2 separate regions of the Mus musculus genome follow, and region 2 is linked to region 1. Evidence: chromatin contacts called from public Hi-C data. All regions are on one chromosome and are shown on one strand. Each heading gives the region's core, a stretch centred on a gene start, on an enhancer-like site or on the middle of the called end of the contact. The rest is flanking DNA. Distances are from core to core; before and after follow the strand shown.

The links. Hi-C and Micro-C count contacts between places; a contact is called where the count stands out from the background.
Region 2: a contact with region 1 is called in a Hi-C map of granulocyte-monocyte progenitors, with 2.3 times the contacts expected there. The contact joins the promoter of Lekr1 here to the enhancer-like site in region 1. A contact is called at or near these places in 5 of 39 promoter capture datasets (cranial neural crest, liver, neutrophils and 1 more), 5 of 484 Hi-C or Micro-C datasets (bone marrow-derived macrophages, granulocyte-monocyte progenitors, macrophages and 2 more), 2 of 115 datasets of contacts at active chromatin or transcription factors (bone marrow-derived macrophages and pancreatic cancer cells) and 2 of 9 other capture datasets (adipose tissue and macrophages).

Annotation. Positions count from the first base shown.
Region 1 is chr3:65,315,987-65,321,727 of GRCm38.p6, forward strand. It overlaps Kcnab1 (potassium voltage-gated channel, shaker-related subfamily, beta member 1), which reads left to right. Exons shown (of 14, transcript NM_010597.5): 8 at 3,433-3,519. Among named protein-coding and RNA genes, the nearest start is that of A330015K06Rik, 16 kb to the left of the region's middle. Within about 2 kb of position 3,480, at least 40 of the 459 cell types and tissues checked have an H3K27ac peak or open chromatin away from gene starts, as enhancers often do. A contact at or near this core is called in bone marrow-derived macrophages, granulocyte-monocyte progenitors, macrophages and 2 more, where this site is marked.
Region 2 is chr3:65,664,697-65,670,135 of GRCm38.p6, forward strand. Lekr1 (leucine, glutamate and lysine rich 1) reads left to right here and starts at 1,532. Exons shown (of 13, transcript NM_001166659.1): 1 at 1,532-1,615; 2 at 4,394-4,482. The coding sequence starts at 4,435.

The sequences.
Region 1 (5,741 bases), core at 2,230-4,729:
GGTATACAATGAAATATAATGGCTGAGCCTCTCCCAGAGTCCACTAGTAGCCAATAGTTCAGTAGGGAGGGGTAGGGCCCACGAGCCCCTCCCTTATCCATGTTTAACTGATGTCAAGGCGAGTGTTATACAAGACAGCCTCAGCTGCTGGGAAATCACAGTTGCATTGATCGTGGCATACCCAGAAATTAGCCTTTCACAGCCTTTCCGGCTCTTGTATACTTTCTGACCCTTCTGTCTATAACGATCCTGGAGCATCAGAGAGGAGGTAGAGATGTCCTGTTCAGGCCTGAGCACTAGACTGTCACTTTTTCTCAGCATGTTATTATATTTTTATAAGTTTTATCTCTTAAAATTTATGCATATGTATTTGTGTCTGTGTGAGTAGATGCCACATGTGCAGGGAAGAAGAGTCAAGGTCAGAAAGGAGCTAGAGTTACAGGCTATAGATGCCACCCAACTCTGCTAGGAATTGAACTGGGGTCCCTGGTAGAGAAGAAAAGACTTATTAGCTGCCGAAGCCATCTTTCCATCCCCTTGTTACTTTTAGTAAATGTTTAACTCTAGGATTCCGAAACCCTCACTGAAACCCCAAACCTGAGTATCTCTTCTTTTCATGATGTTCTGAGACCCTGCGAGCTTTCCTCATTCCTTTTCACTTTCTTCCTCCTGGATATATTCAAATATCTTGACTTCAAGTTCACTGCCCCTGCTGTTAGGTGGATTCTCTGTGGATGCTGTCAGTTCCCTCTTCATCTGCTCTGCATTTCAGCTCCAGGAGTTGTTACAGGTTCTAAAAATGATTTTACTTTCTGTAGCAAGGTTTCCTGGTGATTACTCAATTGTTTCTCCAGAGATTTTATTTTGTTGTTGTTATGGTTGTTGTCTGCTTTTATTTCTCATTTTCAAGACAGGGTTTGTCTGTGTAGCCCTGGCTGTCCTGGAGCTCCCTCTGTAGACCAGGCTGGCCTTGAACTTAGATATTTGTCTGCTTCTACATCTCAAGTGCTGGAAAAAGGGTGTGCTCCCACCACCACCACCCAGATTCTCTTGTGCTTTTAAGGATCATGTTTCAGTAGGTTATTTCTAATGTATTATCCACCCCTGGACCAGTTCTGGCATACATATACATATACATGTACATATACATATTTTTTGAGATTATAATTATGTCACTTCCTCCTACCCTTTCCTCCCTTCAAACCCTCCTATACATCTTTCCTTGCTTTCTTCCAAATGCATGGCTTCTATTTTTCATTATTTGTTGTCACAAATATATACATACACACATACATACATACATGCACACATACACACAGAGACACATGCATGCATACATATACACATGGACACACACATATATACATGGATATACACAGACATACAGACACACACAAACATACACATATATACATATACACACATATATATGTATATACATATACACACACAGAGACACACATACACAGACATAGATACACAAACACATACACAGACATACAGACACAGACACACACGCACACATACACATACATGCATACATACACACACATACACAAACACACAGACACATGCACATACACATATATATAGTCTTACATTCATAAATACAACCTACATAATGTTACTTTTATGTACATTTTCAGGGCTGTCCATTTGGTATTAGATAACCAATTGGTGTGTTCTTTCTTGAGAAAGACTATTTCTCCAACTCTTGCTTGACCATTACACAAAACAGGATCTCATTAACTCAGACAAGCTTCTAAGTTGCAATCCTCCTGCCTCAACATACTTAGTGCTGGAAGTACAGCCATGTGTCACCATGCTCAGCTTCTCTGTATCTTCTTGAAGTTCACGACTTTCCATCAAATAACTGTTTTGAATTCTTGTCCAAGAGGCCAACATATCCACCACCTCATCATCGGCTTTTGACATCTCAGCTCCCTGGAAGCTCTCGATGCTTGTTAGTATCTGACAGCATCCATGCACTGAAGCATTCGGCGTGTATTCCAGCTGTCACTACTTGGCTTTAATGGTGCCTGGCCTGGGAATTCTAAGAAGGTCGTTCTGGAGCCTGTATTTATTGCCCACGGTTGCAACACTAGAGGGCGCTAGTCCCAGTAAATTCAAAACTAGTGCTGCTATTCTGCTATCCCTAGCTTAGGTTTGTTGCAATTGGTACCGCTGTATGTGGTAGATTAGGGGACTGCCTAGATAAGGTGATCCAATCTCAGGACCGAACACCTCATCTACAATCACTAGCCTGCAGTCAGGAACAACAGGGTTCTAAGCAGCCCTGAGCCTTACCACAAGGGATGCAGCTCAAAAGGCCAGGTTTGGGTGCCTCTCTGGAGCCCTTAGGTTCCTGAGTCCAGTGTAACTATGTTTCCATGGCCTGTCTGGTGATGTCGTCCCTTTGGCTGGACACCACTGCAGCCAGGTACAGGCAATGCAAACTGGAATTTTATGTGACATCCAGGCTTTTCTGCATGGGTGTTGTTCATGGGAAGAATCTACAGCCCCAGCACTGAGTTTCAAGTAAAAGTTCTATACCTCTTTCCATCATACGTTACTTGCAAATAAAATGTCTTTGAACTTGCTGCCTGAGATTGAAGGTGAATAGTGGAGGTAATCCCTTGGCTAACAAGATTGGTGTTAAGTAGTGTCATACCTGATGCTACAACCTTTAGAACTGGTATACTGGCTGAGTTAGCAATTGTGTAAGTGAGAACCCGGGTCCAGCTCACCAATGTCAGAGATGCTTGCCTAGCTCTGGGGTGGATCCAGAGACTCTCTGTGAAGATTAGCCTGGGAGCAAGGGCAGGGTGGAGGAGTCTACTCAGTACTGAATTTCACCCTAGTGAGAGGTTGGTTCAAGTCTCCCTCCCCTCCCAAAAAGTGTCTCTCTCTAGGCCATTTGCTCTCAACCTTTGATCCAAGTGACCCTTTTACAGGGGTCGCCTAAGGCCATCGGAAAACACAGATATTTAGGTTACAATTTATAACAGTGAAAAAATAATCTTATGGTTGTGGGTCACCATAGCATAAAGAACTGTATTAGGAGCACTGGGAATGGTGAGAGCCTCTGTGGTTCTCTAGGCTGTTTGATTCTTGGATTTGGAGGGTTTCCCTCCGGCTTGCTCAAACATCATTTTCCATTATTATACTAAAACCCAGACACTATCATCTTTCTTCTGGTTTAACTCTTGTGAAGGTTAGTCATATGGAAATAACTCCAACTGATGTTTCTGAAGGTAAGCAATTGCTGCTATCGTCTTGCTGTGCCCTGTTCAAGAGGACTCTTGTAATTAACTCAGTGTTTGTTTTTAAGTAAATTCTTGAAAGAAATCAAACTCAAGCACTTTCTAAGTGTGGTCCTATTTGGACTTCTTGGGCCTTTGGTTATATTCTGTTTTCTGCTTCTGCTGCTAGGACTGAAAGGCTCCCTCCAGAGGCTGCAACTGGAATACGTGGATGTGGTCTTTGCAAATCGCCCAGACAGCAACACTCCCATGGAAGGTGAGTAAAAGAATCTAATAAGAAAAAGAGGCTACAGAATTGCTGGACCTAGCCTGAAGACTGTTTCTACTACAGTAAGTAATGAAGTATGTTCAGATTGTTAAGCTAGAATTTAAAAAAATAAAACCTTTCCAATGTCCTTTAGCTTCTGTATTGACCCCAAAAGCCAAGAGACTACTACGTAGGTTTATTTTCCTCCCCGCCCCACTCCTCCTCCTCTTCCTCCTTCTAACTTCCTTCTTTACCTTTATTTTCAGTTTCCTTTCTTGGTTGCAAAATACTCATTTCTTCCAGATTCACTTCACTTTTATGATTTCATCAACTGAAACGATTACGTTACTCAGATAATCCAACCACTGTTTCTGAGGCTCCTCTACAGAGCTTCCTTTTCTATAATGATGCTAAGTCTGATTAGTTTGCAATCCTGCCTGATAAATGCTGAGACATGCTGTGAGTGAGCAGGCATTGGACAGGCAGACCTACTTAATAAGGCTCTTCTTTGCAGTTTGGGTTTGGTTCTCTGCAAGCTGTGCTCCTGTCCCCCCTGTCAGAAAACCACAGCTTGTCCCCTGTGAAAGCCTTTAGAATACTCAAAAAGCCACATTTTCAATTGTATCCATTTGTCAATCTTACCTGGGATGACTGAGAAATAAGATTTGTTCTGTGAAGATTTGTTCTTACTGTTAGATTATGGAAATTAAGGAGAATATGAATGATTCAAGTTCATAGGAATTTTCTAAGTTGCATTTTGTAGATCGTCATTCATTTCAAACATATGTTATGGAGACTATTTGTATTGCCATTTATCTTTCCCAAATACAGAGAAACTATGTGTATATACATATATTTATATACACATTATTATCTGTGTTTACATATCATATATATGTGTGTGTGTATCTGTCAAAACAAAGGCTGTTTGATATGCAGATCATAAATAGTATTAGAGATACTTATTTCAATAATAGCATGCTGTCACACAATTCACAAAGATACATTCAAACAGAGCACTAAAGCCATTTAGTCAGCAAAACTACCAAATAAAATATTGGATTTTAAAAGGCTAATTGTTTCTCCATTTTAAGTACCTGGTGGCTCTTTTCCTCTTTGGAATGGTGTCTGTTACAGTTACACCATGTACATATAGACAACAGCTGAGTTTGTCCTCCTACCTATCCTGCATCCTACTTTACCTTTAATTTTAGGGATATATTGTAGCCCCTCAATCAGGAAATATAAGCTGCAGTATAGCTATAAAAAGAAAACCATATTATAAGGGCCTCTCAAGTGAAAAGGATACAGTATGTGGGTAAAAGAAGGAAATTCTCCAGCCATGTGATGCTAACAGGTTAAGTGTCTCTTGTATAAATACCAATGGTATGTTGAAATTTAGTTAAGAAATTTCCAAGTATTTTTTTTTTAAAGAACAGACTGCTATTCCCTGATAGAGTCTGTAATGTAGCATTATCTAACCTCTCCTGAAATTGGAGAAAATTACGTTTTTCCCTAAGATTTTCAAATAAAGTTCTACAAGGTAAAGTGGGAAGCTATATCATACTTAGTCATTGTACGAAGAGTGTTAAACAATGGGTATTTCCCACCTACTGAGTAAGTCACAAAGCATAGGCCTCTGTAGCTCCCTTAGCAGAGATTACCACCTTGTACTGGAATGCAGTCCCTCCACCTCTCCCTGCTGCCAGCCAGACACCACCCCCAGCAGACTACCAACCCTGAAGTTTCCTCTGCCTTGGGTCTAGTGAACAGGCGCTCCAGGCTGTTCTCAGGAAGACTCACCCCAAATGGTTTCCGTGTAGCTTATTCTAGCTTTCTGATAAAGTTATATTCCATAATTGCCTATAATTTATAATCACTTATTTATAGATCAAATAGAAATACCAGAGTCCGATTCTGGTTATGGACGCACAGATTGTACAGTCTTTCCTGCTTTACTCTAACAAGGCAAGGGCTGGAATATCGAAAGAAAAAAGTGAAGTACAGAGACAAGATGACTTCCTCAAAGTGCAGGGATTGGGGATATACCTGAGTTGTTTCTAGACTCTGTGTTAAGATTCAGGCTGGCAATGAATGTGAATCCTGCATGCCTGCACATAAGTCAAAGTTATACGGGCACATTGCGGTTTACCTGGGAGGATGACTAGTGCTCCTAAATGCCTAGGAGACAGGCTGAATATTACCAGAACTACCCTTGGAACCTTTCGGTA
Region 2 (5,439 bases), core at 282-2,781, 350 kb after region 1:
TGATATCCACCAAACAGGGCATAACGAGATGCAATTAGATTAGGCACAAACTGTCTTTCTTTTACCCAATTGTTCTTGGATTCAAACATGCATTTGCATATACACATATATTTCCAAATACAACCTGTAGAGGCCACATACTGTTTCTTGTATGCATGTTTTCAAGGGCTGACCATTTGGCATAGGCCAATTGGAAATACACTTCTTATTTCTGTTCTTTCCGGAAGCTATCCTTTCTTTTTAAATTCTTACTGGGTCTACCACTACCTAAACTGGACTTTATATAATAATGAAAACTTTCTGTAGGAGTGCCACATGTGGCACTCCTACAGAAAGTTAGGCTTGTGGCTAATTAGCAATGGGATTTAGGATTGAGAGGGCATTTACAGTGGTAAGGAAAATGGACTCAAGGTGATGTGTAACGAAGAGGCATAGATGAAAGTGAATTATAGCATTTCCATGGGATTTCATCCCATTTTCAGAGGATTGCCTTCCTTTTTAGATACAAGTGCTCGGTAATTATTGTCCAAACTGTAGTTATGTGCCCTATAACAATACTTTTGGTATAAAATTCCTAATATCTAGTGATGTTAGTTACCGAGACATTTTGTGTAGTGTTCGTGGTGATGCTGTCAGAAGCCCTCTGTTTCTAGCCCTCTTGTATATATTCAATGATATACAGTACATAATACTAGTTACTCAATAGTAAGTAACTGTTGTTAGTTTCTGCATAATCTATATCTTTCATGACTTAGGGGAGTATTCACTATTTTCATGCGGTTATTTTCATACTAGTGATCAACCAGCAGCTCCAATAGATCTGGCACTATTTCAAATCACCTGTTCACCTTCCTCTCTCCAATGCCTTTTCTTTCTATTCATGCAAACTATTCTTTAACAGCAATTATTGTTCTTTTCTGCTAGGAAACCGTGTTTTCTTTAGTTACTGGAGGATCAGAACTTTGGACCTCAGATGCTCCTGGAAAAGGAGCAGACTACGAAGACACTAATCATACCAGTGGCCTGTGTTAGTCACCAAGCATCATCTCATCCTGCTTGCTTGTTGCGTAGTAGGTCATCAGTATTTGTTTTATGAATAAAGTATGAATAAAGGGAAGTCGTCAGTGTGTAAAAACAAGAGGCCTTCCATTACTTGAGTGTGCAGTAGCACGTCTCAGTAATACTTCATGAACTAAACCCGTCATCTTGACTTCTTTGGACCAGAATGAAATTCTAAGCAAGCCTTCCCCAGTCAATTCCACTTAAAAGCTTCTTTTCCTTCCGTTCGACAACAATGATTGCCCCTGCAGATGAGGCACATGGCCACCCACTTCCCGCCTCTTCATCAGCCTCGGCTGCCCGTCGTCCCCGCGGGTTCCAGAGCCCCATCCCCGTCCGTCACAGAACCGCGCGTAAATCCGCCCTCTCCTTCGACCCCCGCCACCCGCTCCAGCTTCCGCCTAGCTCGCTTTTGGGACAAATGATGCAAAAGAAGCTCCGCTTCCGCGTCGGCGGGGGCTGTGACGTCACCGCGCCTTGACGTCAGGCCAACGTGCAGCGCGGTCGCCCGGGAGACCAGGGAAGCCGTTTTACACCCTGCGGAGTCCCGGGCTAGGTGAGGGTCATGGCCTTCCTCAGTCCTCAGAGGACCCGGTCGGCGGGGACACAGTTCCGGCGCAGAGACTGGCGGCGCGGGACTGCGGGGCGGCGGGGGTCGGGAGGAGGAAGGCGGGAAGGTGGGGCGGCCTCTCGGCGCCCCAGGCGAGGCCTGGGCCAGCGCAGTCCGGTCGGGCGGTTAGTTTCCTGCAGTGACCTCCTGCTCTCTTGCCCCCGACCTGCCCTTCGGTGAATCACGCCCCCGGAATGGTACTTGAGGAAGGGCCTGGAAGCAGAACCTGAGTTAATGACCGGGCGTGACACCGGTGTAAGAATCGGAAATGAACCACCAAGGGCATTTCTGCGTTTAAGAACACGCACGTCTATCTCGTGACCAGTGTCACAGAGAAGGTTCTCAAACGCACGTAGCAGCGGCCACGTACCTCTGTACTTTTGCCAAGGACAGTTTCCACATATATAATGGGAAAGACCAAAAGGAACTTGTTTGGTTAAAATACTGAATGGGTAACTTAAAAATCACGTTTTCTTCTGCTAAAGAGCAAACAGCCCTACACTTCTTGAAAAGCGGAATTATATGTGGATTCTACTATTCTTTTCACGAGTAGTCACATCTTTATAAAGACCCAATGGACTTTTCTAATCGGCTTACAAGCTGTTTCTTAAAATATAGGCAATAACAAAAATAAACGTTAAAGAAAGTAGTACCCTTCTAGTCACCTTGGGAATTTTAGGTGCCCACCTCTTAGTTGTAATCATCAGCATGCATTGCTTAGCAGAAAAGCACCTAGTTATTACAGTCTGCACTCACAGTTTACATGGGTTTACAATAAAGTGTCTTTATATGAGGACAAGTTACACATGTTCTTGGGACGAATCCAATGAATGTATCTTGCCTGTAATCTTGTTACTATGTCTTGTGCGATGTGCATTGACATCAGTTTCTCCTCCACTTCGTTTTAGAGGTCTTTCAAATTTACCAGGGTGCTATTTTTAAATTTTTCTTTCATAGCCAGAAGCCTGCCACTTCTGGTGACATAGTAATATGTTAAGAGTAGTCACAGCGAAGGCATTAAATAATAAACATCCCACTGGTACCTTGAATTTATACGTTATTTAGGTCCATGCTTGCTAATACTTTTGTGGATGGCACTTTAAGAGGAGATATAGTTGGCTGTATAAGGGAAAAATATTCCTGTGGAGCCCAAGATACTATCATTTCCATTCACCAATGATGGCTTAACTGAAGATAATGCCTTCTGGTTTCTTGCCATGTGACTATGACAGTATATGATTATGTACTTGGTCACTTGGACCCATGTCCACATAATTACCATTACTCCCGTGGTTGGCCTCAGTTAATATTACCAAGCACACACGTGGGAAGACAGCTCACTAGTTTTGTTTGTTTTAAATAGTAGCTTATTGAAATGAGGGATATTTTGGGCTAACACAGGGTTGAGGAATCTCTCCTCCACTGATGGTTGCATAGTTTACAAAAATAACACCAGCATTATTTTTTCCTTCACTCTCTTGCCCCTAATTTAACTCAATCTTAGGAAGCCTTTGCTGATTTCCCATCCCCCACCCAAAAGATAGGTCATTATCCTCTCTTGACTCTCACATTGCCTGTGTTCTGCAGACACGGGCCTTAGACCATCTTTTCTGCTGTGGAATCTGTGTTTCTTTCACTTGAATCTGTTCCACTCAACCATTCTGGCCTTGACATCTTCTACCTCTCTCTCTCTCTCTCTCTGACATTTGGTTAGTACAAATCCATGTGTGTATTCATGTTCATAGGCACACCTGTGTATGCATGTTTTTGTATGTGTGGAGGCTGGAGTTTGATGCCCAGTGTCTTCATCACTCTCTACCTTACAGGACCTCTCACCTGAGTTCTGAACTGGTCAGCCAGCTCAGTGAGCCCAGTCGCCCAGCTTGCTTCTAGGATCCCTGTCTCTGCCCGCCAAAGCTGCTATTTCTACATTTATGGGTACTGGCATTACAGTGCGTGGGCTTTAATCAGTAAGCCGTTCTTAGTTCCCTTTACTCTTTCCGTGGACAGAGAGGCAGACTCTTCATCAAGAGTGGATTGGGTATTCTTTGTCCAATTTGGAAAAACTCTGAAGAAAGAAAATAATGTCTCTGTTGTCTGTGGTTTCATGAAAGTAATAAAAAAAAGTTTTATATTGAATTGTTGGTATTAGCAAATGAAAATCTGTTAAAAGTAAAATCTAGATAAATTTATGTGGATCTCCATCTCTGTTACAGTTGCTATGTTGTCTCTGATGCTTTGGTGGCTCTTCGGCTCAGCGCCTGGATTTCATAACTTAGTAACTCTATTTTTTGTACTCTATAATTTAAGCAAGCCTCGATGGCACAAGCATTTTTTTTTTCTTATCCTGCTGAGCTATAATACGATATTATTTGGTCTTGATATCTATAATTTTTCAGAACAACACTGAAATAAGTCTACTTAAAATCCTACAGTTACTCTGCTGCAAAACAAATAATTAGTAAAGCACTGTTATTATTTTACTATTAGTTTATACACTTCTGAAAGAAAAGGTATATAAGTCAATAATTGAAATATCTTTCTGTGTGAGTGGCTTAAAAACTAGCTGAGGAAACTTAAATTGTAGCTTCTACTGTGGAGTTGGAGAAACAAGCACCTTTGAAGTGTTTCTTGCCAGTTCGTCCTCAGATACTAAGAAAGTTTAAGTCATTTGAATTTCCTTGTCATTAAATGAATTCTGACTATGGCCATCAATGTTTTCAGGCTGTTTTTCTGCAGTGCTCTCTCAGTACGTTTGGGGAACTATGGATCGTCACATTCCCATGCATGCCTTACCTGAAGAAATCCAAAAGGTATGATGTGGCATTATAAGAGCGTAACATTAGGAGAGTCTCAGCGGTTAGATCATTGTAAAATACTGGAGAGTGAACTTAGAGAACTACAGCAGAACCAGGGATGAGTCTGCGGTGGGAGGAGTAGCCACGCTGGAACGTTGACTGCACAGAACGTGTAACAAGACAGATGCAGAATCTCACTTCTGGCTTTAGAGTCCCAGTGGAAGCAGATTCTAGACTTGTTTATAGCCTTTTGTGATTTCTTTTCATGATGCATTTTCACGTACATTAATTCTCATCAACCACTGTGTGCCAGGTGCTGCTTAATTGTGTTTTGTTTTAGATAGGATCTAATTGTATAGCATTGGCTGGCTTAGAACTCATGCATAGACCTGCAGGCCTGGAATTCACAGAGATCTGCCTCCCTTTGCCTCCTGAGAGCTGGGATTAGAGGTGAGCACCACCATACCTGGTTTAGATACGATTGTAATCAGTTACCAATCCGTGTTGTCCTTTGTTCTATCCAGATGGAGATTGTGGCTGGGCAAGGAGATACTTTTCCAGGATTCCTTAGTATTTTGAGTGTTGGCAGCAGGCAGGTGGGAACAAAAGCAGGTAGCACTCTGCAATATTCAGCTCTCAGGAAGGCCTCAAGTAGCAGGAGCCTTAGCTTTAGAAGTGTTTGAACTCCTGTACAGGCTTAGAGGTCCAAGACCCTTAGCTTTACAAGTATTTCAGCTCTTGTGTGGACCTAGGGAGTTAGGATTCCTAAGCCCTTGGTGGTAACCAGTTTTAAAACCCCTAGACCTGGGGACTGTTTTGAGGACCCCTGGCTCTAAAGACACTCTACTTTCTGAAACTCTTTGTGACCAAGGCCTGCAGTTCCTCTTGCTGGTCCCTCACAAGCTCCAGTTCTTCAGCTTCCTGCCTTTTCTGTGTTTCCACGGTTCCTCTCATTTTCACCTTGACCACCTT